Regions from separate parts of the Salmo salar genome. Here region 1 is linked to region 2. The links are chromatin contacts, called in public Hi-C maps. All regions are on one chromosome and are shown on one strand. Each heading gives the region's core, a stretch centred on a gene start, on an enhancer-like site or on the middle of the called end of the contact. The rest is flanking DNA. Distances are from core to core; before and after follow the strand shown.

The links. A called contact is a pair of places that touch in the nucleus more often than the background predicts.
Region 1: a Hi-C map of gill shows a contact between it and region 2, with 3 times the contacts expected there. The contact joins the promoter of LOC106567055 here to the enhancer-like site in region 2. A contact is called at or near these places in 3 of 3 Hi-C or Micro-C datasets (blood, gill and muscle).

The regions. Positions count from the first base shown.
Region 1 is chrssa13:41,915,644-41,921,016 of Ssal_v3.1, reverse strand. LOC106567055 (proliferation-associated protein 2G4) reads left to right here and starts at 1,389. Exons shown (of 13, transcript XM_014135890.2): 1 at 1,389-1,686; 2 at 2,980-3,108; 3 at 3,404-3,509; 4 at 3,676-3,745; 5 at 3,952-4,044; 6 at 4,316-4,379; 7 at 4,526-4,604; 8 at 4,807-4,885; 9 at 5,118-5,251. The coding sequence starts at 1,599.
Region 2 is chrssa13:41,882,658-41,888,029 of Ssal_v3.1, reverse strand. It overlaps LOC106567056 (extended synaptotagmin-1), which reads left to right. Exons shown (of 31, transcript XM_014135893.2): 10 at 1,582-1,664; 11 at 1,826-1,874; 12 at 2,510-2,599; 13 at 2,827-2,922; 14 at 3,095-3,166; 15 at 3,293-3,379; 16 at 3,910-4,059; 17 at 4,327-4,512. Among protein-coding and RNA genes, the nearest start is that of LOC106567056, 12 kb to the left of the region's middle. Within about 2 kb of position 2,254, at least 3 of the 13 cell types and tissues checked have an H3K27ac peak or open chromatin away from gene starts, as enhancers often do.

The sequences.
Region 1 (5,373 bases), core at 140-2,639, 34 kb before region 2:
TCTGATGTCAAATGTCTACTGTTTGCTGATGATCTGGTGCTTCTGTCCCGAACCAAAGAGGGCCTATAGCAGCATCTAGATCTTCTGCACAGATTCAGCCAGACCTGGGCCCTGACAGTAAATCTCAGTAAGACAAAAATAATGGTGTTCCAAAAAAGGTCTAGTTGCCAGGACCACGAATACAAATTCTATTTAGACACCATTGCCCTAGAGCACACAAAAAACTATACATACCTCGGCCTAAACATCAGCGCCACAGGTAACTTCCACAAAGCTGTGAACTATCTATCTGAGAGACAAGGCAAGAAGGGCCTTCTATGCCATCAAAAGGAACATACAATTTGACATACCAATTAGGATCCATTAGAACCCATTGCCCTTTATGGTTGTGAGGTCTGGGGTCCACTCACCAACCAAGAATTCACAAAATGGGACAAACACCAAATTGAGACTCTGCATGCGGAATTCTGCAAAAATATCCTCTGTGTACAACGTAAAACACCAAATAATGTATGCAGAGCAGAATTAGGCCGTTACCCGCTAATTATCAAAATCTAGAAAAGAGCCATTAAATTCTAAAGCCACCTAAAGCGATTTGCAAACCTTCCATAACGAAGCCATCACCTACAGAAAATGTACCTGGAGAAGAGCCCCCTATGCTAGCTGGTCATGGGGCTCTGTTCACAAACACAAACAGACCCCACAGAGCCCCAGGACAGCAACACAATTAGACTCAACCAAATCATAATAATTACTTGACATACAGAGTACACAGTGGCAGAATACCTGGCTACTGTGACTGACCACTGTGCACTTCCTAACCTCCTGCCAAATGTATGACAATATTAGATACACATATTTCCCTCAGATTACAGACCCACAAAGAATTCAAAAACAAATCCAATTTTGATAAACTCCCATATTTACTGGGTGAAATACCAGTGTGTCATCACAGCAGCAATATATGTGACCTGTTGCCACAAGAAAAGGGCAACCAGTGAAGAACAAACACCATTGTAAATACAACCCATATTTATGTTTATTTATTTTCCCTTTTGTACTTTAACTACTTGCACATCATTACAACACTGTATATAAACATACTTTGACATTTGGAACTTTTGCGAGGGTAATGTTTACTGTAATTTTTTGATTGTTTTTTTTCACTTTTGTTAATTATCTGTTTCACTTGCTTTGGCAATGCAAACATACGTTTATCATGCCAATAAAGCCCTTAAATTAAATTGAACATTGACAGCGAGAGAAAAGCAAGTCGAGATTTGCATACACTATTTTTTGATTAGTCATAGTAATGTAGATATGCAGATAATATAATACGGAAGAACGGTACCAGGCCAACATCGAATGACTACTGAATAAGGCCTACATGTAGCGATAAAAAAAAATGTTATTCAATTCGGTGCTCAGCGTGCACGCATGGCGTGGGACGTTGTCCGCCAGTAGGAGGGGTCTCAGGCGTTTTGGGCCTGGGCTACAAACCGCGGAGGAGAGAGCAGACCAGGCAGCGTGGTCCAGACTGTAGCTGAAACCCGCGAAAAAAAAAAAGTTACTTTGAGTGAGAAAGAGCTACCGAAAATATGTCTGGAGACGACGATCCACAAGAGCAGACAATCGCCGATGATTTGGTCGTCACCAAGTACAAAATGGGTGCCGAGATTGCCAACCGTAAGTGAATATGAACATGTTGATTGAGTTTAAACGTGACCGAGTCCACTGATTGTATGCAGAGGTGACTAGCTAGCATATTCATCTATCACAATGCAGCCATGTGCTGTGTTGCTCGCTAGCGATAAATCAATGACTCGTCGGGGCTAGCATTTTGCCCGTGTCGTAGAGAAATCGTAGCCACGAGTTAGCATATTATTGCTAGCTAATACTAAAGTTAGTCTATACATGCACTTATGTAACTACTAGTTAGCTAAAGTGGCTAAATGATGGTGGCTAACTGACATGCCGCTAGTGAGCTAACTAGCTAAGATTCAATGCACTGCCTGGGAAGTTGTCACTGCTGGTAAAACTAACTGGTCGACAAACTGCCTTCTGAACAAGTTATGATCCAGTTACATCTACCTAGTTACTTATTTGCAAAGTTTAGTCAGTTAATTGCCAGAGTTATTTCAACTAGCTCATGTAGCTAAGCCAACTTGCTAGCTACGTAGCACAGCTGTTAAACGCAAAGCAAAGAGGTCGTTTTTTCCCCCCAGCGCTCATCTCATGCATGCTGTCAATCATCCTGAACTGTCAGCAGCAAGTGAATCGTTTTCTCAATAAACCTATTCTCTCATTGTATATGTAACAGTCTTGCGTCCGTCCCCCCCAACCTGGGCTTGAACTAGGGACCCTCAGCACACATCTACAAGTCACCCATGAAGCATGGTTACCTATCGCGCCACAAAAGCTGCGGCCCTTTCACAGAGCAAGAGAAACGTCTTCAAGGTCTCGGCGCGAGTGACGTCATCGCGCAACGCTAACTAAGCTACCAATTTCACACCGGTTACCTGTCGGCACAATTACCATCAGCACCTGTCGGTTCAGTGGCAATGCATTGCCTCAGACCTGTAACACAGCTATAGCTAGCGGCTATGCAATAACGTTACTCCCTGTGCACCCACCTATAGCGATGATATACTCCCCGTGCATCAACATTGAAGACCTTGAAGTGTGTTCCTTGGAATTGATGTAAATCCTGATGATCCCCCATAATGCTGCTGGGAAGGGATCTTTATGCACTTTGCTTCAATGACAAGAATCTTATATTTTCCTCATGGAATGTTTTGTAAACAACTGGTGTAGACTACTAGCAGGATAACAGTGAAATGCTATTCGACAAGCAGATTTAAAAGTGTCAATATCCACGGCCTTGCCTTATCAAGGTCTCCATCAGTCATCTTCCCTGATCCTAATACTAAATACTTAAAGCTTACTTACTTAACCTCTGTTCTGTCCTTTCCTATCCAGAGGCCCTGAAGGCTGTGGTGGAGGCAGCCAAGGCTGGTGAGACAGTAGTCAGCCTCTGTGCGAAGGGAGATGCCTTCATCATGGCTGAAACTGGAAAGGTCTTCAGGAAGGAGAAGGACCTGAAAAAAGGTATGGGCCTCATCTCATTGGTTAATTCAATAATTTGCCTTGTCATGACTGAGTGAAGTCAAGTAGCTTTTATAGAGTTTTGTAGTTTACTTTTTGACTGAAGAAAAGTTGAATCTCAAGTCTTATCCTCGCTTACTCATCCTTTCACCTTGCCTCCTCAAAACGTCAGAAGGAAGTGAGGAGACAAGGAATCAAGGAAAACACTTGATATTCTCTTGTGCAGACAGTGCATGGAAAATGACTTGCTGACACTATTCAATGTAATTAAATGTCTGTACTTTATTGGCACCCTCAGGTATTGCTTTCCCAACCAGCGTGTCTGTCAACAACTGCGTGTGCCACTTCTCTCCGCTGAAGAGTGACCCTGAGATCGTACTGAAGGACGGCGACCTCGTCAAAATGTAGGAACGTTGTATTGAATTGTTAATGAGGCTGTACCTGTGCCTTTTCTGTATTGCTGGCCCTATTCAACTGTTGGGAGACTACCCCTTCCCATGTCAATGCACGGGCCAGTCTGATGGTCTTGAGTCACTGTGGGACTGTGTTATTCTTGTGTTGCCTGTGCAGTGACCTGGGGGTGCACGTGGACGGCTTCATCTCAAACCTGGCTCACAGCTTTGTGGTGGGAGTGACCAAGGTAGTAGCACCTCAATCGTTGTTTGCGTTGACGTTAGCGAGAGTGCAGATGTCACACAGAAATGCCAGCATACGGATATTAACAGAGATGGACGCGCAGCACATCAGACATGTTTTTAATGCGCGTAGTGCAACAGTCACGTAACGTTAGGAAGAGGATTTTGCGTCACCTTCACATCCTGTTTTTGATTTTCTTCTCTTCATCAGGATGCTCCGTTGACGGGGCGTAAGGCCGACGTGATCATAGCGGCACACCTGTGTGCAGAGGCCGCCCTCAGGCTGGTCAAACCTGGAAACCAGGTGAGGTGCTGCGTTAGCGCTTTACTGAGTGGACGGTCAGGGACTAGCCTGGTCCTGGATCTGGCTGTGTTTTATCGCCAACTCCTACGGTTTGAGTTGGCTGTATAGCACAAACAGATCTGGGACCAGGCTAGTCAGGGACCCAGTGACCCGGTTTGGAAAGAAAAGCTTAACAAACAAATCAAGTTGGTATCGTTGTGACGGTACAGTATTTCCATCATTGGATTCATAGCTGTTTTAACTTTTTAGGATGTTTATCTCTCTCGTTCAGAACTCGCAGGTCACAGAGGCCTGGAACAAGATCGCCAAGTCATTCAAATGCTCAGCCATAGAGGGTGAGTGAGTCACCGCTTGCCATTTAACCTAGTTGGCGCCCTACTGCCATATTCATACACAGTACATTCAATCCCTTACATCTTCTACTGGTAGCTTGCGAAATAGCATACCGTGTTTTTATTCCAGTGTAACACTCTCTCCTCAGGCATGCTGTCCCATCAGTTGAAGCAGCACGTTATTGACGGAGAGAAAACCATCATTCAGAACCCCACGGACCAGCAGAGGTGAATTGAAGACATGATCTGTTAGTCCCAGATCTCTGGCTTGTTTAGTATTACTTACCCGACGCATATCTCAAAGCTATGTTTCTCGTGTCTTTGTTGTGTCTGAAGCACCCAATGAATTACTAATAGTAGTTGCTCTTAGGGGACAAATAAGGTTGAATTATTAATGGCCTTGTTGCTCTCACTCTCTCTGTCTCTGTAGGAAGGACCACGAGAAGGCTGAGTTCGAGGTGCATGAGGTGTACGCCGTGGATGTGCTCATCAGCACCGGAGAAGGCAAGGTGAGGGACAAGCGTACACTCGACGTTCTAGTCAAGCTGTGCTCAATTTCCCTGCTGGTTGTTCTCAAATCTATGAAAGCATCACCTTCAGGAGCAGCAAAACAGCAAGGACACACTACCTATTTTTTCTGTGCATTGGATGACTCTACTGTCCAACTCCTGTCGTCCCTTTGAATGTGCTGTAAAAAAAACCTATTTTCCTTGCTCTAACTTCCCATGTCTCCTACTCCAGGCGAAGGATGCAGGCCAGAGGACCACCATTTACAAGAGGGACCCAGACAAGCAGTACGGCCTGAAGATGAAGACATCCAGGAGTTTCTTCAGCGAGGTGGAGAGACGCTTCGACGCCATGCCTTTCACTCTCAGGTAACACATGAGGCGCACTGCCTCCTTTTAGTCAGAACCGGTTCCATGATAAATTTGGTGGGCAAATGAGTTTCTATTGACTAAGACGATTGACATTAATTTATTTAAGACATTGACCACAA
Region 2 (5,372 bases), core at 1,005-3,504:
GAGGTGACGAGAGAGAGAGAAGATTGAGAAAGAGTGGAAGACGGACAGAGAGTGATTGAGAAGACAGAGATGTGAGAGGGGGGAAAACTGATACATTACTGTCTAAAGATGAATATTCACCGTTCCGAGGCGCACAGCTGGGATAGTTCTCCGACCAATTATTTCAGAGATGTGAGAGCGGGGAGAATAGATGGAATACAACACCACAGACTGTCTAAAGCTGAATTCATCACTCAGAGCTACCGCAGAGCGTTGCTGGTCCCCCAGCTCATTATTAGTTATTGCATATTTATGAGTCTTGTTAAATGTGTCTGTTATTGAGGTGGGGCTTGCAGCTGGGAACCCTGTGAAAGACCAACTGAACAAGTCAAAATAGTTACAGTAGATCCTCCTTACTTCAAGCACCTTTCAAGACAACTCAGGAGGACATTGCAAATTGTCAGCAAAATGAAAATATGAAATTAGAACATTGGTTGAAAACTGGTTTCCACGTCATTTCAGCAACAACGTTCAATGTGACGTTGAATCAACGTGGGAAACTGATTGGATTTGCTAAAAGTAATCAATGTAAGGGAATTTTACCAAATCGAACATAAGTCCAATGACATGGTGACATTTCTTCTCGATTTCACGTTGAATTCATGTTAGTTGACAACTCGACCCAATGTAAATCAAAACTAGACGCTGAAATGACGTCTGTGCCCAGTGGGTTGACATTCACTGCTTGTACAGCGCCATTGTAAATGCCTTTCTCCCTGTAGTGACCTGATTGTAGCCCTGAGTGTGACATCTGTCTTAGGCTTCGGTCCATTAAGAGGGGAGTCACCGGCCCTCCACCACTGCAGCCTGCTATGAGAGAGAATGTCGCATGTCGCACTGCCCTTGGTTTGTTTTATCTGCTTCTCTCTGTAAGAATCCCACAAAAAACAAGGCCTGCGTATTGCAGAAATACCACTTCAGTGAACCACACAGCAATATTTACAGTGGTAGGAGCAGATCGGGCATATTATAAGTGCGTCCCAAAATGGCACCCTGTTCCCTAAATAGTGCACTACCTCGCAGAGTGTTTTGACCAAACAGGTTTTCCTCAGGCAGCGTATTCTGCTTTGTGCAGCAAAGAAAAGGGGAAGCTCTGGCCTTGGTTTCTATAGAGATGGTTTTGTTTATCTAGTTTGATCTCTTAGTTGTTTCCTCTGCTGCATCATGAGAAATGAACGGTCTTGCACAAGGAGCAGAGTATGTGTGATAGCATGGACTTCAGGGCTGTTGGGAGAAACTCAGATGCCTTATATTTGATGCTATATAGCTCTGCAATAATGTAGCTATCAAACATGGGACCTCTTTGGATATTTTCAATTGATCCTATTCGCATGTGTCTGTCATATTGTATTTTTAAAGAAATGACGTTCTTTATTAACCAACTCCATCGGAGTACAAATATATATATATATTTTTTTTATACAGCTTTTCTGCTACATATACATTCAGTCTGTCGTGTTGTTTGCTGTTACTGTTGCTACTGTGTCATCTGGTGTGGTGTTTACGTGTGTACATGTGTTTTATACTGTGTGTGTGTGTCAGGTGATTGTCCATGAAGTGCCTGGTCAGGAGTTGGAGGTGGAGGTGTTTGATAAAGACCAGAACCAGGATGACTTCCTGGGCAGGTAGCATCGTCGTCATTCCCTCGCGCTTTCTCTGTATTTCTCTGTTACACCATCTCCATCGCAGTTACAAATGCACTTGTGCTACGTTGTAATGTTCCTTCTCTCTCTCTCTCTCTCTCTCTCTCTCTCTCTCTCTCTCTCTCTCTCTCTCTCTCTCTCAGGGTCAAGATGGATCTAGATATCGTACACAAAGCCAGAGTTTTAGACGAGGTGAGTTACAAGTGCTAATGGCTATATGCTTTAGTTTTTCATCTTATTTACTTCATATCGAAAGTAAGTCTGACACGTCACAATAGTATTGGTTCAGTAAAAAGTAATTTACTTTCACTATTTAGAAGTAGCTCCAGTCAATGAGAATTTTAACTGAGGTATAGTGTATATCTCTCTCTACCAGCTATTGTCCGTATCTCGTATAAGATAGTAAAAGCTGGAATGAGTTGGAATTAAGGCTGCCCTTAAGACGCGGCTGTAGACTGAATTACGGTTGGATCTGGTAATCCCGTTTAAAGCAGCAGGTGTCATGCAGACCCAGTGTGCCTCCCTCCTGATCTCCTTCTGGCTCTCTGGGCTCACCACCGTCTCACTACAATAACGTGACCCCCCCTAGTGTTTGAACTGTGCCAGTGCACATCAGTACAGAGAATCACCACCTCATATTGTCTACTGCTTGAGTACCGGCTATTCTAGAATATTCGCTCTAAACACCGCTACTTTAAAATGTAAACGATTACCACCACCTAGAATGAGTATCTTTGTCATTCCACCTCAAGCACTCACCCCCCCTCTTCAACACTCATTGGTTCAGTCTGAAGTTCTCGTTAAACCCCCCTCTCTTTCTCTACTAGTGGTTTAGTCTGAAGGATGTACCATCTGGCAGTGTTCACCTCCGTCTGGAGTGGCTCTCTCTGCTGTCCTCTGCTGAGCGACTCAATGAGGTGCCCACTACACAACATCACTGTATCACTACCATGTTCCCATGGTCAAATAAAATGCTTGCATGGTTTTGGGTAGACTCCCCTCACATTTTTAGAATAAGGAGTGCTTGTGATGTAGTTTGTAAACATTGCCGTTGCAAGTTGGATAGAAATCTCATTACGCCTTCAGCATTTAAGCTGTAGTCATGGCGATGGACCACTAAAGCCCTGTCTTCCCCGGTGATCAGGTTATCCAGAGGAACCAGAATATGACCTGTAAGACAACAGACCCTCCTTCTGCAGCCATCCTGGCTGTCTATCTGGACCGGGCTCAAGACCTGCCTGTGAGTACAGACTGACTGACTGACTGATGCTCTGGGCTGCAGTGCTGCGGTCTTTGTCTGTTCTGACCCTCCCCCCCCATTAGCTGTGACAATAGCAAAAGCTTCTCTTCATTATGTCCCCTGTGGCTGGCTGTTGGTGTGTGTCACATCTGTTTTATATGTTGGGCTTCAGATGAAAAAGGGTAACAAGGACCCCAGCCCCATGGTGCAGCTGTCCGTAGAAGACACAACCAAGGAGAGTAAGGTAGGAATTCACCTCCATAGGCCCTCAGAAGGTCTTAATAACTATAGTGTACATTTGCCTTAAGCTCTAGGTTAGTGTATTTCTCTCATGTTCCATCACTTGTATCCTCTCCCCTATGGTTCCTAGACTTGTTATCTTACCACTGACCCAGTGTGGGAAGTTGCCTTCACATTCTACATCCAGGACCCTCGCAAACAGGAAATTGATATTCAGGTAATAAGATATCCACAAGCCTATTTTCTCTCTATCAATCGCTGTCTTTCTCTATCAATCTGTCTCTCTCTCTTTCCATCTCTCTCTCTCTTTCCATCTCTCTCTCTCTATCAATCTCTCTCTCTTTCCATCTCTCTCTCTCTCTCTATCAATCTCTCTCTCTCTCTCTCTTTCCATCTCTCTCTCTATCAATCTCTCTCTCTCTCTCTCTCTTTCCATCTCTCTCTCTCTATCCATCTCTGTCTCTCTCTCTGTCTCTCTCTCTATCCATCTGTCTCTCTCTATCCATCTCTGTCTCTCGTAATGGGTCACAGTGGTAACCACGTCACAGTGGTTACGAGTGGATCCTCGTTTACTGCAGATGTCACAGACACACACCACTGTTGTAGAATATCAAACCTTATCCGCCCTTATCCACCTGTCAATCATATCCACACATCTTTTTACCTTTTCTCTGTGAAACACCCAACCTCCTCCTCATCTGCCTCTCTCCTCCTCCCCCTCTTTCTTCCTCCTCCTCCTCCCTCCAGGTGAAGGATGATGACCGGGCTCTGTCTCTGGGCAGTCTGTCCATCCCTCTGTCCCGTCTGCTGGCTAGTCCTGACCTCAGCATGGACCAGTGGTTTCAGCTGGACAACTCTGGCCAGGCCAGCCGCATCTATATCAACGCTGTTCTGAGGGTGGGTGGGGAGCACGCACACAAATGCAGGAAAGCGCGCACGGGAAGCACAGCGCGCACACAGAAACCCACGCAGGCACACGCAGTATGCAAACACACGCGTGCATGCAGGCATGCGTATGCACACATATACACACACACCTACAAACACACACACACACACACACACACACACATGGAACACATACACAGTGATGCCATGGCATAACCTGTCCTAAAATGTATGTCTCCGACTAAGTATCTCCCTCTCTTCTCTCTCCTGATATAGGTGCTGTATTTAAATGAGGATGCCTCTCCTACCAGCCCCGTATCTCCTCACCCCCTAAGCCCAGGGTCAGGCCACGGAGATGGGGGTATCTCATCAGAGGTGGCCCCTGGGGGAGTGAGTGGAGCCCCTAAACCTGTACCCATCCGACCCCAGCAGACCACCCCTGACTCGGACTTTGCTAGTGAGGTGAGTCCGCTAACTGAAACACACACACACTGACTTCCACTACAGCTTGTGTGTTCACTGATGACTGTATAATCCGATGCGGGATGCACACAGTCTGCCACAGACAGAGCACGCAAAGGCCTGTCCCGTTGAGGCCGGAGCAGGCCGCGCCAGGTGGAAAGGTCGCAGCAACAGTCTGGAGGGAGGCAGAGTTCATCCCACACTTCTATAGTGATGTCTTCGGTTGGTCCTTTAGCCTGCTTTTTCTGCCCACCTGCAGAGCGACGGCCCAGTTGTAGCTGTCCGTACAGCGTCTTTCGCAACAGGCGGTCCTCTTGCATCCGATGACATGGCCGAGCTATCTAAGCTGGTTGCGTGTGAGGGACGTCTCAATGCTCTTCCAGTTGTTTCTCTGGAGGATCTCTGAGTGCGGAACACTATCCTGCCAGGTCACTTTTAAAATGTGTTGGAGGCATTTTCTGTGAAAGGACGCCAGTTGTTTTAAGTGTTGGCCGTAGACTGCCCATGTTTCACATCCATAAAGGAGTGAAGATACGCATACTGCCTGGTACACTGCAACTTTGTTGGGTAGGTGCAGGTTGCTGCTGTTGAAAACCTTTTTCCTTAGCCGTCTAAATGAGGATGAGGCCTGTTTGATCTGATTGTGGATATCCTGGTCGATGTTGCAGTGTTCCCGAGTGGATGCTTCCAAGGTATTTAAGGTGTGGTACAATGGCCAGGGAGGAGTCTGAGATGGAGAATGCGGGTGATTCAGGTGAAGCATCAGATGACCTTTGACATAGGACCTCTGTTTTCGGGATGCTAACAGACATGCCCATTCAGCTGTATGGTCATGTCTTTACTATCATTAAATGTGAAGA